2 separate regions of the Hordeum vulgare genome follow, and region 2 is linked to region 1. A link is a contact called in public Hi-C data. All regions are on one chromosome and are shown on one strand. The core of a region is the stretch at or near the end of the contact, and the rest is flanking DNA. Distances in the headings are between cores, read along the strand shown.

Region 1 (3,616 bases), core at 473-2,972:
GTAATCAAACCGTAGATCAATTTTAAGTCATATTTTCGCTTTTATGGAAAACCCTTTAAATTTTGGGCTAATCAGCCCGCAATACATATCAAAGGCTTTTTAAATTTTCCTTAGTTTTAAATCGTAACTTTAAATTTAACATGTTATATGTGATTTTTTATTAGAAAAACGTGTAGAATCTAAATATGATGTTATTTTACCTATTAAATATTTAAAATTGATATTTAGGATGCAACCTTAATCAATAACGAATGAATTATCTTTCTCTCATACCGGTGGAGATCTGGGTTGGAAATGAACACCTCAACAACACCCGAACGGAGACGAAGAAAATATTTATAACCATGCATGCACGCCTCGCAAAAACCTCATAGGCAAGAAAAGCATATTCCTCATTTTTTTGACGAGAAGAGACGTCTTAGGAGTTAGGATCGACAACATTCAAGGATATTCCCCAAAATCATACTGGACAATTTTTAAAAATAATTTATTTCCTTTGTGTGTACAATTTTTGTATACACGAATATTCAGATGTTTATTTTGTTACTAAGATTATAATTTATATATTTTCTACATTTCTTTTAAAACAAAGAGGTGCAAAATGGGCTGCATTATATGCATTCCATTTAAGCTCTACTTGCGTCCATGTCATATGGGTGGACTTGCAGCCGAACTGCTTGCTAGGTGTAGGTTGTGGGTTTTAGAGGTGATGCCTACCCTTCTTCGTGTAATTCTCACTCTCTCTCCTAAGAGATGAAACCAACTGATCATACAAGTGATAAAATAAAATCACTAGTCATAGAGATGAAAATATAATAAAATGTCGCCTCTCCCATGTCAACATGTTTTTTTTGTGAAAATATATATTTTAAGGTTTTTTCCTTTAGAAAATCAAGCCATACGTCATTTCTCCTTGGTCTAGTGGCTGACAACAAACCCCCACACGCCTAGTAAATGCCGATTCGGTATACCAACAAGATAACCACTACATCTGCACATCAAAACTAAGTTATTGCATCACCTTAATGTATACCAGCTTTACAACCAAAATGATCGTTTGTATCAAGTTCTAGCATCATCAATGTAATTAACACTTATTTCCTCCGTTTCAAAATAAGTGTCTCAAGCCTAATACTTCATTATATCTATGTACTAGAGCTAGTATAAAGTTAAGACAATCATTTTGAAAACAGAGGGAGTATAAAAAAGCATACACCATTATATCTATCTCACATGCCAAACTGTTTTTCTAATTGACTTCCAAGATCACAAATAATAACACAGCAAAATGCACACAACCCTTCTAGTCTAGTAACACATAAAAAGCGCATGCGGCTCTTGGAGTCAAATAGGTAAATGAAAACACGTATGATATCATAGCAACTCGACATCGAATCGTACTGCATCAACTGTTGCCACCCATTTAAGCCCCCCTGCAAATCAAGCATATCCACCGACTGTAGCCTGCCGCTAAACACGAACGAGCAGGAGGACGCAGCACGCAAGCACAGATCAAGTCAAATTCGCGCGCCGAACCTTCGTCCCCGGACACGGTCAAGACCTCTCGCGGCGAGAGCCGTACCACGCCGACGACGCCGTGGCAGCACGCAACGCAAAGCGCGGAAGTCACCACGCGCCCATGTGCCGCGCACTGTACCCCGGCGTTGACCGCGGGCACGTTTCCAAGTTCCAAGCTCCCCCGTTCGGGTCCGGTCATACCGCGGGCTCCATACCGCATCTCCTTCCTCCCCATCCCCACACCGCAGGGGCCACGCCGCCAACCTACGACCCAGACCCGCCATCCATCCCACAACGTCGGAGGAGACAAATCGCCAGACAAGACCCGTCGTCGGTTGATTCCTAACCGGCGCCAAGGGATTCGTTCCGATCCCTCCCCCGCCCATTTCCTTCCCCCGCCCGGCAGGCCGATCCACCACCCCCGTCCTGCCGGATCACGCGCTTCTTTCTTGCGTCGGCGCAGATCCAAGAAACGCACCCCTCCCACCCTCCGGTTTGCTCCCTCTCCTCTTCTTCTTCTTCCTCTCGCCAAGCTCCCGTTCTCGTCTTGCGTGGCCTTATGTGGTGATCCGGACGTGCGTGCATCCGTTTCTTGTTTTGGATCTTGGTCAGGCGGACAGGCACTCGGGCGCCGGGCGCGGGGCGAGGGCCGAGCTTGATATGCTCCCAGCTTGCTGAGGATCGCCGCTGTCCAGGCCACCCTCTGTTCCGGCCGGCGAGCTACCGATCAAAATGGTGAGGATCCACGACCGCCATTTCTTCAGATTCGGCGGTCCCAGCCTGGTGTCGGTCGCGAGCGGCGAGTTGACCGTTTGCTTCGGGAATGCGCAAAGCACATAGAAAGAGATTGACAATGTGATGCGCCGAATGCTTCTCGTCGCTATTGGCATTGATGCTCTCTTGGATTTGTTTTGGTTCTCGTTCGGTGCTTGTTCTGGATTATCACGTGCTTGTTTGGTCACAGTTGGTGGATTGGTTGGTGGGTCTGTTCTTGCTCGCATCCTGCTTGTGTGTGTATTCATGCTTAAGTTGCTTCGACATCAGTGGAAAGCGTGTTTTCAATGCTTTTGGATCTATGATCTATCTAATGTCCGGGGCATCGATGCCTAACACTCATGATGCATGCCGACATCCTGTTTGTTTCTGTGTGTTAACGCTTAAATTGCTTCGACGTTAATAGAAAGTGTGCCTGCACTGCTTTTGGGTCTAGTATGATCTATCTGATATCCAACGCATTGATGCCCAACACATGATGCATCATGCATGAGTTCATCAGTTAGTGGAGTGGGGCAAGAAAAGTGTGTCTCTCCTTTTTTGTATTGCCTGTCCTTTTCTTACATTTTTTCAGACATGTCTTTTCTTTTCTGTCTCATGTTAGATTTTGCATATAAATGGAGGGAATAGGAAATACAAATGTTTATTAAACCTGCCTAATAAATCCCCTAAAATAAATGCACCAATTTTTATTTTCAGCCTTGGACTTAGATATAAGATCTTTAGATTTACTCTGCTGACTGATGCTATATGAATAACAAGTATGATATCTATTTTTCAGATGGAGGACGAACAATCAGCCACATATACTGTGGATGACGCCCTTATATCTTCAGGTTTTGGGAAGTACCAAATATTGATTCTCGCCTATGCTGGGATAGGCTTAATCGCTGAAGCAATGGAGATGATGCTGCTATCATTTGTTGGTCCATCAGTTCAGTTAGAATGGAATCTTACTGCTCACCAGGAAAGCATGATTACAAGTGTTGTTTTTGTTGGAATGCTAATAGGAGCTTACTCTTGGGGTGTGGTCTCAGATAACTATGGAAGGAGGCAGGTCTATTCATTACTTCTTTCATGTAATTTTGTTGCACGAATTACGCATGACCATTTCCCTCTTGGTGATATGTAGCGTAATGTTGCAACCCATCCTTGTTTCCATTGGCAGATACTGCTTATGGTTACCAACAGTAACCGCTTTGGAAATGGCAAACTTCCTATGTTAATTCTCAAATTTTAAAATTTAATGCCACTTTGAAAATAAATATCAAAACTGTTCTCATCATAGATCCTTAAATAATCACAGATGTGAAAAGTAGGGTAT
Region 2 (3,616 bases), core at 335-2,834, 140 kb after region 1:
GCAACTTCAACGGGCCGACCCAAACGGACATCGATTTCGTTCGCTTTTTGTCCGTTTGGGTCAGCCACGCGGACACGAACGTCCGCTTTCGCAAATGTATCGGTTCGTGCACCCAACGCTGACCGGACCCTTTTTTTGCCGGCAAGAAAAAAGAAGACATAATGCATAATTAAACATTAAAAGCCGACCACGAAGACCGGCGATAATCCACACGTCGCGTCCGCATTACGTTAAATAAAAAACTAAAACTGCATCCATGCAGCCCTAGGCAGCGTCGTCGTCGTCGTCGGGGCCGGTGAGGTCGACCAGCGTTGCCGCAGGGCCGGCCCAGGGGAACGCCGAGTTTCAGAGCGCAACTGCGTGTGCCTCGTCGTCTGCCCCGCCGGCGCAGGCTGTGGCGGTGGCGGTGACAGCGCAGCAGCACGAGCACGCTCCTCCTCCTCCTCCTTCTCCAGCTCCATGAGCCGCAGGCCTTTGGCGCGCTCCGCCTGCAGGTGCACCGACCTCCAATGCTCGAGGTAGGCCTGCTCCTACAGTGGGGTCGCGCTCAGCCAGATGAGCGGCGCGCTGATGAACTCCTGGACGACGCCGGTCCACTGGTAGACCTCCGCGGCAGCGCGGGCTCGGGCTCGGGCTCCGGCGGAGGTGGCATGACGCAGTCGCCGGCGGCCGACAGTGCCATGGCCTCCGCGAGCTGCTTCTGGTACGCCGCCTCCTCTTCGCCCATGCGTCGGGTTTCTTCCTCGCTGTCGCGGAGGACTCCAGCGAGCGTCGCCTGGTAAGCGGCCTCAACCTCCTGGTCCTTGTCGCTAACGACAGGCGAGGGTGGCGGAGGGCCTCCTGGCTGCACTTGGCGCACGCCACAGCGGCTCTGCTCCACCGCGAACCACACCTCCCAGTTAGGGGAGTCGGCCGCGTATGTGGGGTCTCGCCGCTGCTCCGCCGTCAGCAGACGCCTTTGCTTGGTCGCCGACGCGTGGGTCCGAGGATGGCGGCTGTCATAAATTATGTTGACCACGGTGGTTGGGGGCGGACACCGAGGGGCGCGCGCGTCCGCGTCTACGCATTTCAGTCCCAAATTTGGATCGAAAATGGGTTGGCGCGGACGTGAAGCGGACGCGTTTTGACAATGGATCGGCGCGTTGGGTAATCATTTTTCCCCGCGCCGACCCAAACGGACGACCACGGGCGAAATGGATCGTCCCATTAAAGTTGCTCTTATGACTTTCAAAAATATATTAGTGGAGGACTCCACCATTGTCTCAAGGTTAAAAATCAAACAAACAAGAAGAATATATGTGTCCATGAAAAGGAAAGATCCGCGGCGATGTACCGCTCGGTACCTCCGGCAATCACCTCCTTGACGTCCATATGCCGCCATTTCGAGAGAAGGAAAGAAAATGGGTATAGGGAGGAGATGAGGTCCGCGTCGACCATGAACCGCAGGAGAGGCAACCGATGCGGGTCCGACGGCGCAATGAACCGAAGCATGTCGAGAAACCAACCGGGCCGTGGAAGAAAAACCAGTCCACATGGTGTGCCTATATAAATACCTGGCCGGCCTTGCATTGCCGATGACGGTTGATCCGCCGATTTTCCTCCTCCCCCTCATCCTCTCGTAGCGGCACCCACACACACAGTCGCTGTGGGCCGTGGCTCCACCACAAATACTAGTACTCGGCACAACCAACGACCCCAAAGCTTTTCCCGGCCTTGGCCTTCCCACCACAAGTGTCGTCCGTCCGGCCACGGAATCGTCCGGGGAGACGCCAACCCGTCGTCACACACACATCGCCACCAGCCCAGCGGAGTCCACAATAAAACCCAAAAGATCTCTCCATCCTTCCCCCCCACCCCCCACCCCCGCCCGTGTGCCGCTACCTCGCCTCGTCTTCTCGAGCAAGTTTCTCCCTTTCTCCCCGTCTTGTGGCTGTGGCCTGCGGGTGCGCGGGCCGGCGGCGGTTGCTCGTGCTTCTTGGCTTATGGTCGGCCGGATGGAGCGGCAGACGGCGTCGACGTCCTCCGCCTCCTGCTCCCCCTCCGCCGCCTCCTCCTCGTCCTCCTCCTCCTGCGGCGGACGGAAGCGGCCCGACATACTCAACATGATCCGGGTAAGCTTCCACCGCGCCCGCCCTGCCGGGGCTTTAAAAATTGATACAAAAGCTCCTCCTTGCACGCGTATACTCTAGTTGTACATATACACACACTTCTGTTTCGATTTTTTGGGGGTGTTTGATTGAATGAATACAGAGGACAGGTTGGGTTGGGTTGGGTTGGGTGCGTTGATCTGCGAGTTAACTCGTAAAAATTCCTCCTTTTGCTCTACCGAAAATCGATCATCAGCTTCTACAACCGGCGCAGAGGAGATTTCGAGCGATTACCACCACCACATGATTTACTTCTGGCTATTTTTTTACTGCTACTTGTTGGCGGCGGTTAAATAAAATTCTGTAAAAAGGTTGCAACAACTGGTGCAAACTTGGGGTCACAGGATTTGAAAGCTTTGGTTTCTCAAAAAAGAAAAAAGAAGAAAAATAATAATAAAGGGATTTGAAAGGTTTGGTTGGGTTGGCAAGTTCCAAGCCAAGTTGGACTTTGGGAGCATCGCTCCCACTTTTTGACCTGGTGCGGGTGCGGGTGCGGGTGCGGCACTCACGCAAGTCATGCCAGCCGTAAGCAACCTGTCCACCTTTTGGACCCTTCCTTGCACCGCGTCTACGTCCAGTCTAGTCTAGTCTAGTCTAGCCACTACTCCTCCACTAGCCTTAAGCAAAACCCGCAAGGAATCACGCACTGCTGCCTTCGATTTGCTTATAAGTATAAAATTAATAGTAGGACCTAGGAAGGCTCCGTGTTCTATATTTGTTTTAAAATTGTTGGTTTCTTGTGTCGATTTGTGCAAAAGTTATCCAACAGAATAAGGTGCAAGTTTTGAACTCTTAAAATGGTCAGCTTGTTCTCGCCAGAAAAGGGGGTCAGCTTGTTAGATTACTGAAATTCTCATTAGTTGCGATTTACGAGCCTGGCTGATGAGCATGGAACTCTGTTCACACACACACACAAAAAAAAACATGGAACTCTGTTGCTTGTGAATCTATTGCGTTTTTCAGATAGGGGCGAGGCTGTTCTCATTTTTCCCCAAGGTTCGGGATATGTGACGTTTTTCTTGCTGTTCCTGCACTGAACATATTGTTTCTTGACGTTATTTCTGAAACAAAAAAAAAAGTGTCTCGAGTCTCGGCCTGATATGCTGCCAGTACAGATTATATAGTAAAACACCAGTTTCTGCATGCTTTTTTGTGTTATTACCATTTTCCTTTGTTGGTCCTGTTTTCGGCCAGTCTGAATATTAACATGCTGACATTATGTTTGCTTTCTCTCATCTCTGTATGACAGAGTGCAGCATGTCTTAATTCATCATCTACTGACACTGGCAAGGGGCGGAGTAAGCAGTCAAGCACCAAGGTGACGCATGGATTCCACTTGGTTGAAGGGAAATCTGGCCATGACATGGAGGACTACCATGTAGCAGAGTACAAGTGCGATAAGAACCATGAGCTTGGCCTCTTCGCCATTTTCGATGGCCATCTGGGTGATCGTGTGCCCAGTTACTTGA

The links. A called contact is a pair of places that touch in the nucleus more often than the background predicts.
Region 2: a contact with region 1 is called in a Hi-C map of leaf, with 3 times the contacts expected there. The contact joins the promoter of LOC123427659 here to the promoter of LOC123427656 in region 1. A contact is called at or near these places in 6 of 6 Hi-C or Micro-C datasets (leaf, seedling and an unstated tissue) and 1 of 1 datasets of contacts at active chromatin or transcription factors (embryo).

The regions. Positions count from the first base shown.
Region 1 is chr2H:603,129,629-603,133,244 of MorexV3_pseudomolecules_assembly, forward strand. LOC123427656 (organic cation/carnitine transporter 7-like) reads left to right here and starts at 1,723. Exons shown (of 6, transcript XM_045111753.1): 1 at 1,723-2,011; 2 at 3,074-3,345. The coding sequence starts at 3,074.
Region 2 is chr2H:603,268,840-603,272,455 of MorexV3_pseudomolecules_assembly, forward strand. LOC123427659 (probable protein phosphatase 2C 44) reads left to right here and starts at 1,585. Exons shown (of 5, transcript XM_045111755.1): 1 at 1,585-2,111; 2 at 3,397-3,616. The coding sequence starts at 1,983.